Linked DNA regions of Gasterosteus aculeatus: region 1 is linked to region 2. Evidence: chromatin contacts called from public Hi-C data. All regions are on one chromosome and are shown on one strand. The core of a region is the stretch at or near the end of the contact, and the rest is flanking DNA. Distances in the headings are between cores, read along the strand shown. Region 1 holds the start of ptrhd1 (peptidyl-tRNA hydrolase domain containing 1). Region 2 overlaps afdna (afadin, adherens junction formation factor a).

What was found. Hi-C and Micro-C count contacts between places; a contact is called where the count stands out from the background.
Region 1: a contact with region 2 is called in a Hi-C map of skeletal muscle, with 4 times the contacts expected there. The contact joins the promoter of ptrhd1 here to the enhancer-like site in region 2. A contact is called at or near these places in 2 of 6 Hi-C or Micro-C datasets (skeletal muscle and whole body).

The regions. Positions count from the first base shown.
Region 1 is chr18:5,323,331-5,328,108 of fGasAcu3.hap1.1, forward strand. ptrhd1 (peptidyl-tRNA hydrolase domain containing 1) reads right to left here and starts at 3,264. Exons shown (of 2, transcript XM_040161195.2): 1 at 2,958-3,264; 2 at 1,225-2,220. The coding sequence starts at 3,170. The coding sequence ends at 2,050.
Region 2 is chr18:5,207,840-5,212,561 of fGasAcu3.hap1.1, forward strand. It overlaps afdna (afadin, adherens junction formation factor a), which reads right to left. Exons shown (of 40, transcript XR_013453327.1): 9 at 3,287-3,331; 10 at 2,221-2,315; 11 at 1,317-1,567. Among protein-coding and RNA genes, the nearest start is that of LOC120812025, 5.0 kb to the right of the region's middle. Within about 2 kb of position 1,427, at least 1 of the 9 cell types and tissues checked has open chromatin away from gene starts, as enhancers often do.

The DNA.
Region 1 (4,778 bases), core at 2,014-4,513, 120 kb after region 2:
GTACATGGTTCTAATACCATTGTCAAGTTTGCAGACGACACAACGGTGAGTCGGCCTACAGAGAAGAGGTCCAGCACCTGGCGGTGTGGTGCGCCGACAAGAACCTGGCTCTCAACACCAAGAAGACCAAAGAGCTAATTGTGGACTTCAGGAAGAAAGCTGGCACACACATCCCCATCCATATCAACGGGATGGAGGTTGAGCGTGTTGCCAGCTTCAAGTTCCTGGGTGTCCACATCTCTGAGGACCTCTCTTGGACCCTCAACACCTGATCCCTGGTAAAAAAAAGCACACCAGCGTCTCTTCTTCCTGAAGAGACTGAAGAAGGCCCATCTGTCTCCTCAGATTCTAGAGAATTTCTACCGCTGTACCATAGAGAGTATTCTTACAAACTGCATCTCAGTATGGTATGGCAGCTGCTCTGTCGCGGACCGTAAATCACTGCAGAGGGTGGTGAAAACTGCCCAACGCATCCTCACTCCCCACCATTGAGGCTGTTCAAAGCAAGAGATGTCTGCGGAGGGCACGCAGCATCGAAAAGGACAGCTCTCACCCCAGCCACAGACTGTTTGCCCTCCTCCCCTCTGGGAGGCGTTACAGGGTGCTCCATTCCCGGACCAGCAGTGCAGGAACAGCTTCATCCCTGCGGCTGTCATTCTACTGAACTCTGCCCCCCACCCCGACACACACCTCCCTCAGTGACTGTACTTCCCCGCTCCACCCTGGCTTGACTGCCACACACCCTCCTCCAGCCACTGAACATTTGCACCAGAATGTTTTTTTCTACCACTTATTACTGTATTAATCGTACTTATACCTACAATACCTCTTAAATATAATATTACTAATACCTCGTTCACTTCATCTCACTTATTACCACCACTAATACTTACACCTGCACTTTACATATACTTATCATACCTACACTTCTTACCTCAATTGCTGCTATTCTTGTCCCAATTACTGTTCATATTGCATATCTATTTCTTACTGTACATATCTATTTATTCACTTATTACACTTTACATATGCACATACTCTAACACTTTTTGCTATTTTGCACTTCTGGTTGGATGCTAAACTGCATTTTGTTGCCTCAGTACACCTCTGTGCAATGACAATAAAGTTAAATCTAATCTAATCTAAAAACTACTTTCCAGACGGGGGAAATGAAGAGTGTAGTTACTCCGTTGTTCACACAGGCAGACGATGATGGGGCCGAACGTCATTTAAAAAACCCTTTATTACCCTTTGAAGACACACTCATGAATCTTATTCTAATAATAATTTTGACACAAACATCCAGGCAAAAAGCTTGAGATTCCATTTCACAGGCGGAACAAATCGGCACTGAATGTATTCCAGAGAGTTCATGACCTAGATTACAGACTTGATGCTTAGTAAGTTTGTCCTTGTAATTTTAACGCAAAGTCGCACACTGTAATACAGCGCATTATGAATATGTAACACTGTGTATAAACATGAAGCCGTACTCTGTAACAGAGCTACCCATTTGAGAATATCCTGTTACAACAGCAATAGAATATTCCTAACAGAATTGTTCCTGTGTGGTACTCCAGATGGATGATCTGTGCAGGTTCATTGTATGAAAACTAGTAAGGGGGTAAAACTATAATGCTGTTAAAAGTATGCTGAGAATGTGAGCAATTATTTGACCGAAAAACCCTTCACAGATTTACCGCAAACCCTCGAAGAGAGCAATACCATTTTTTGTAGCTGTAAGTAAAATGCATTCTTGCTGCATTATTGATATGTTTACATAGTTGTCTTTATGCAACATCGACGATATGTATTACTTATCAATTGCCTCATTAACATGATTGCAAAACAAATGCTGTGTGCTTTTTTGCCGCTTAGTGGTGGAGAAAACAACTTAATATTTTCCGACTTTAATCTTTGACACAACAGTCCAATCTTGGACACAACAGGTGTTTGGATTCACTGAGATGGAGATCTTTAAAAGGTGAAATGATATTACGGACATGCACTGTAATGCACAGCTGGCTGATCTTTTTTGGTCCAAGGCATTCATTTGAAGAGTTTGAACTTGCGCAGCAGCGGCTGGACTGTCTCTTTCTGACATGGCTTCAGAGCCAAGCAGGTGGGGATGTTCTCCGGTTGTTCGATCCACAGCTTATGGGCCACCCCGGCCTGTGTAAGATTCTCTGATAACCCGGAAAGGGCAGCCTCGTCTGGAGCCTGGAAGGAAATCCATTACAGATGTGGACAGTAAGCCAGGCTACTAAATATACAGGAACATTCATAGAATGACCACAAACTGCCATTACTTCACAACTAATTACAGTGCTCCATGTGAGGGAATACGTTGATATAAAACCGTAAGTCTACTTATATTTGTTCATTCCTGTATATATAGACTAGTTGAATTGTTAGAATTCTACTATGTACTATTTGGCAGGGAGGGTTTCATCTTATAATAGATTACATTAGAGTTTCATTAGATTTATATTGACAATACATATACAATATCATTATCTATTATTTGGTTTCTCTAAAAACGGTTAGATAAGTTAATTGAATCTTCAATGAAGCGATACCATACTCCATTATAAATGCCATCGTTTAGATTGATTTCATCGTTAGGACACATATATAAAAGCAAGAGGGCAATTCCATCTTTTATGAAATATATTCTCAAGGAGTTTTAATTCGGCTCTCATTTCATAGTTCAGACAGAACTTTGCGAGCTTTTTGCTTTAACGTTACGTGTGGTTCTATAAATGACATCGCTCACCTTAAACCACGTTAGCAACAGCGTGAACGACATTAAGTCGGTTTTAGAACTCACAAAGTCGATCAATACGACCAAACCAGAACAGGTATCACGTGTTGTCAATGTCACACACGTTGTAATAAACTATTCAACCATCGTGCAAAGTAAAGCGAGGGATATTTGTAGGGAGTGTGGCGCTCACCCCCAGCACCACTTTGTGCATGGCGTCCAGCTCGGCGAGGTACCGCTGTGTGTCCGGGTCCCCGTAGTGCAGGTGGATGGCAGCCGTAGCGGCGTGACACGCCTGAGTTATCACGGCTCCCAGGGGCCAGGACAGCTTGTGGACCAGATCCGACCGGACGACAACATACTGGACCAGCCGGCCAGGAGACCCGGCTCCTGTTACTGCTGCCATCTTCCAGCCCGAACAGGAAGCCAACCCAGGTCCGGGTTTGTTTATCTTCCTGTTCAGCCAATGTCGTTTATTGTTAAATCATATTGACACGTTCCTGCCCTCTGCTGGTGATTTCAATAAATCAACAAATCGTTGTCTCTTAAAGCCGAGCATAAGATCATTTTAATAAATGGATGATATATATTATGTTTAGAAAATCGTCCTTCCTTTATGTCCTCTCCCACGTTAAAATACAAACATATAGATACAATTACTTCATAATTCCTAATACTTTACTTTAATTAGATTTACATTATTTAATATAATTACGAAAAGGGGGTTCAGTGTACTGATTGTATTACAGTATTACAAAGCGACAGCAGTTATCTCTTTTTAAAATATATTTTGATACATTTCCGGAAGAAGTGTGGAAGTTCACTGCTGGCAAAACTAGGGCTGCAACAACAAACCGTTGAAATCGCTAAAATTCGATTATTAAAAGCGTTGGCAACGGATTTTATTATCGATTTGTTGTGTCGCGCGATTATTACGCCACCCAATGAGTTGCGGCTTGGTAACGTCCCAGACATTGTTTTCCAACCTTTTTTAGTTGCATTAAATACTTTAGTTTTCACGTTATTGGGTCTGAAAGTCGCTGGACGTTCCCATTGGTTTCCCAAAACTCAGGGCAGAGAGGGTGCGCCACAAATGCAATGTAAGTCGCTTTGGATAAAAGCGTCACCTAAATGACCTCTAATGTAATGTAACATAAAATATGTTTTTTCCTCCTTTATGTTTTTTATTAATGAACCTTAAGTATGCAGGGTATACTATTTTTCTGGTTATTTTGAGGTCGTTTTTTTTTTTATGTCCCTGGCTTGGTAACATGCCATTTTAAATTCATCTCATAGCACTTGGTTGTTTTTAGCTGTACTTAGATGGGGTGTATACATTTACTTAACTTGCTCTACAATGATGGTAATAAGTTAAAGAATAAGCTTGTGAACATGGGGGTGTGTTTGTAAGTGAGAGTTTGTGAGTGTAGTATAGAGAACAAGACGTTAAAACAAATCCTTTATTTTTTATAAATTACTATGTACAAGGAGCAACCTGTACTTTCTGAAGTATTTTTGCAATGTGAATTTGCAGTTCTGTTTTACAATAAAGGGTTGTAAATTAAAGGTTTTTAATGCTGTTTTTTTTTCTGATTCATCGATTAATCAAAGAAATAATCGGCTGATTAATCGATTATCAAACTAATCGTTAGTTGCAGCCCTAGGCAAAACCATTGAGCAAGCACAAGAGAAATCTCTTGTTAAGCTGCAAGTTAATATTCAAGAGCACCCAGATCTACAAGTGTAAATACAGTAAATACAAAACATTACATTTGACATGATGTTTGTAATGTGCCACTGTTGGGTAAACATCAGAGCTTCGTTGTTGAAGCTTTGCCCTCATGTTCGTAAGTCTCTTGCTGAGAGCGCAGTCCAGTTAATCAATGCTGTTAGACCAAATTCCCCAACAGCCTGCCTCTTCTTAGTGTTTCATCAGCCTTGTTCTATAAAAATAAAATGCTTTGATAGTTGCTCTCATATTCACACATATTCTGAGAAAAAAGTATTTTTGGCA
Region 2 (4,722 bases), core at 177-2,676:
ACTGCTCAAAGCGACAGACAGTGTTACTCCACAGAGTACACTAAAGTTTCTTTAACTTCAAAAATGAAGATGAGAGTAAGAAAAGCTACACAGTTGTTGAGTATACCATTTGACCCTGAGAAGGCTGGTTAGGTGGTCTGATTAATGTACAATTGGGCATTATTGAAGAATCAGATCAAACCAGCTGTAAACACGGGCATTGCCAGTTTATCAAGATGCGGCGGTCGCTGTGTCATCACTGTATTTACACATTAATCTAATGATTAACTCCCGGAGGCAATATCTTGCCCTTTAGCAGCCAGATCTTAGCCACGAGTAACCCACATCATCTTACATTCGCTCTGTGCCGGCGGGAATGGAAACAGATGCCAGTGGCTGCTGAAAGGCCACAAGCAGAAAAGATGTGGGCCACCAGCAAAGATGGAAAGACCCGAGAGACGATACGACGCTGCTACTCTGACCTGACCGTGAGCGTACAGAGAGTCATTGTTATCTGTCGGTTTATCGCCACCAAGGGGACATTTATCACACACACACACACACACTCACACTCACACTCACACTCACACTCATTACTGGTATATTAACCAAATCAATTTGACAGTTTTGTACCTTTTTGGTCCACTTCAGAGTTTAAAATAGGTATCGCTCCCCGGTACAGAAAAGCCGCTCTACAATCTGCCATTGAATTTAAACAAACAACACTTGAGAAAAGTTCCACCGTAGATCTCAAAATCCTTAAAAGAAACCAGGACACACGCTATACAAGAGAAACCAAAATACTTCTACTCCTTTGAAAGAAGCCATTCATGCAGAGCCGCACAGAGCGGTGAGTTAAGGCGTCAGTTACTTACAGCGCTCACACCTCTCTTTCGCCTGCTCTCAGTCATCCATTGAGTCATTAGAAGCCATTCAATTCCAGTTCAAAACCTTTTATTCTGGTCTTTTCCTCATCGTCAGCCGGCTCACATACTTCCTTCTCCTCTTATCGGGTGTGCTCCCCCTTCCTTTCTCCTGTCAAGTGTGTGTACCGACAGCGAGCGGGAGGGAGGCCACACCCTGCGCCATGTAGTTCGGATTAGATGGCAGCCCGCTTGCCATAACCCCAGACCTCCGCTCTTCCTCTCATTTCCTCATTATCCCCACCGGTGCAACCCAGAGGCTTCCCTCCTCCCCCTTTTCCTTCCCCTTCATCTACCTCGCTCGGCCCGCCAACTCCCAAACCGCATCTACTCCTCCCTTCATCTACAACAACACCCTCTCCTCTGGAATAGTGGGGGAATGAACGGTGCGTTAAGCGCCGAACGCCTCCTCACCCGGACTTGTGTCGGCTCCTCATCATGGCGGCCGTCTCTCTCTTCCCGCCCTGGTCGAACATCGGGTCCACGAACTTAAAGACGTGCACTGAGCCGAACTGGAGGGTGGAGCCCGAACGCAGCACCGTGGTCTCGTTGAGTCGCTGCCCGTCCACGAAGGTGTCGGCGTCTGGGCCGTGAGGCGTCACGGTCACCATGCCCTCGCTGTGCATGAGGTTGCAGTGGTGGGGCAGGATCCCCGGGCCGAGCAGCTGGAGGCAAACAAGGGCAAGCGGGTCACCACAAAGCAGCTTGCGCATTACAACAGGTGTTCTGTGAGCTGTTGCAGTGCATCCTAATTGCTTTTTTTTTTTTAAATGTAAGTTAAGATTCTAAATGAGTTTACCCAAGAAATCCTATGAAATGTAGTTCTGTGCTTCCCAAAAAGATATTCAAACAGAATTCAGCTAAGTTTGATTTCTCCTGAGAAAGCATGACTTTTTTAGTACTGTAATTTGATTAGTGTGGGCACTGAAATCAGTTTGGCTCCTCTATGTTAATCTACACATGACTCCATGTTATGATGTTGGAGCCATGTGAGAGTTGCACAGGGATCTAAAGTTTCCTTTTATGGGTCAAAAGTGGGGCGTTTGTTGTTTGGTTGTCTTACCCATGTGCCTTCTGGGGTGGGGGAAAGAAGGAGGGGATTTTTCAAAGACTGGAGGGGCAAATAAGAGCCCTTTTGTCAAGCAGATGAAAGTCATAAAATACATAGATAATCTCAGCTAAACCCGTATGATTCATGTCCAGTAGATCTCCAGCAGTCCGCAAATCTCGATGATTTGCTGTTATACATAAAATCTGAATTTGAACACATACATTCACTGACATTGACTCAACATCAGCGTTTTTGTGACGTAGTTACCTGGATGGCTCCGTCCTCCGTGCAGTCCGAGCCGACCTCGGTGACGCTTTGCTGAAGCCGGTAGAGCTTTGGTTTGTCGCGGGAGTCGGACCCGTCTAGACGCGCACACAAACACATCCAAACACTCACATTTAGCACCGGGCGTCTGCTCACTCATATTGCTTATCAACTGTCCCCACACAGTTGACAGGAGTACAGCGGGTACAACGTGACAAAAATAAAACGGTGGGTGGCTGGTTAGGTTATTGATTATTAGTAAACAGGAGTTTAGTTAAAAGCAAAGCGGCATATTAGTTCACCAGAAAAAAAGGGGAAAGATTGGCTGCGCTGATAAAAGACCATGAAAACCTCAGAACAAACTATAAAAATAATCCAAAAGAAAATGTAACAAGGCTACCAGGACAGCCTAGCTTCTACTTCCATCGAATGAGGTTCATTAGGAAGCGGGCTGCATGATCACATCCGTTATGGTTACAATGTATCTACGACAGACCGCCGTGAAATCAGGTTCAATAACAATGGGCTCCAAGTTCTACTACTACTTTACTACTCCAAAATTGCTGCGTCATTTTTGGTTTTCTACATCGTGTCTTAAAAGCATTTGATGTTACTCTGAGAAAATGCTATGTTATATGTCTCAGTAAAAATGACAATAACATGTGTGCATATGAAGCGTCAAATTGTAAAAAGATTTTGATAATGAAAATATGTAGTTAATATTTTTAATTTGATGTCATATCCACATCCTCATAAGGTGGTTGCCGAGCAGCTATATCCTGTGAATTGGTGCAGCTCTCTTACAGCCTACCGTTAGCTTGGCACTTGCCAACTGGCGTTTGTCTTCATACTTAAAACATAATCATTAAAGTACATTTGTGAAGAGTCTTCTGCTTCGCGACGGAGCTCGTTTCAAAATAATAAAAAATCCCTCCCAAAAAATCGTGGCCTTTTGTCTGGGGAACCAAGAGGATGCTTAAGCAGGGAAAAAGGGATTATTGCACCCCCTCCTAACAATCCGATCAGCCATTGCAACAGACACAGAGGAGGTGTGGTGGAATTATTTTACCTTCGTGGTGCCGATAGGCGTAGTAGGCATAGTGATTCCCTCGGCCTAGGCAAACAGGCACGCAGGTAGAAGGACACATGCGCAAGACACCACACACACACACACACACACACGCGCGCGCACGCACGCACACACACACACAAACACCATGCCATAAAAAGGTGGGGAAGAAAACAGACACATAGCAGAGGGTGAAAATGCAGCAAGGAGGAAAAATGCAGCATTACCTTGTTAACCAGTTAATTGGATGGAGGCATTCACACACTTATCAAAGCCACACCTATCATCAAAATTGGTCATCAAGGATGGAGGGACCCCACACACACACACACACACACACACACACACACACACACACACACACACACACACACACACACACACAGTCTCAGAACCAATCATATTAGAAGAACCACCAAAGCAATTTCCCATCTTTTCCACAGACTGGGACCCCTATCAAAGGGAATGTAGTAGATGTGTTGGGACATCGTGGACCAGAGTACGGTCTCAGCACTACAGTTTACTGCTGAGAAGAAGCCCCGGATAAGTTAATGACATAACGCATGAGACACATGAGGAGGGAGCTCAAGAGAGAGGGATCAGTAGCGGGAAACAAGCCGTTAGGGCTGGTCATACTTAGCAAGGTCAGGGGGTAGTTTCCCAAGGTGCCCTGGTAGGCGTGGGTGTTTGTGTAAGCACTAGTCATTTCCTCACTGCATTCCAGCAGTTTTATTGTTGCAAGTCACCTTTTGTTGTACTCCAAAGCCTCTCAACCTACCCAGTCTGATCCAGGCATTGATATACCTCCATTTCTTACAGGATGTGAGAGAGTATAATTAGGACATGACCTGATGTTTGTGTTAATATCACTGTAACATCTAAACTTGAATGGGGATTTCTTATCAAAATCCCTTTATTCTACACGACTATTACAGTGGAAAAATAGATGAATCCATAAAGGAAGGAAAAGATAGGAAAGTATAAGAAGTACAGAGTCGTTTATCTAAAATAATTTGGATAAATACATTTTCATATGATTTGTGGCCGTATGCGTGTTGAACTGCACAAAACGTGATTGTGCAGTTTTCCATGTAGGGACAGGAGGTATATATCTCAGAAAGAAACAAGGTCACAGGATACAAATAAAAAAAACAAAGCACCTCAGCCTTCAGAGGAACTTTTTTTTAATACTTTGGCATATTCATATTGTTAAACTGGGTCACTACAATTACCCTTTTGGTGGAGGATTTGTAAAGCACAGACATTTAAACTCCGCTGAACTCTTTATTTTCATTCTATACAGCCGCAGCTGATTTGGGGTGTTGATGGTAAAGTGAAGCAGCGGCAGCATACTCCATCATCTAAAGATAATTTGACCCAATTCCAAGAGCTGCTTCCAATATATACTGTGGCCCCCTGCTGTGGCTTTTATACAG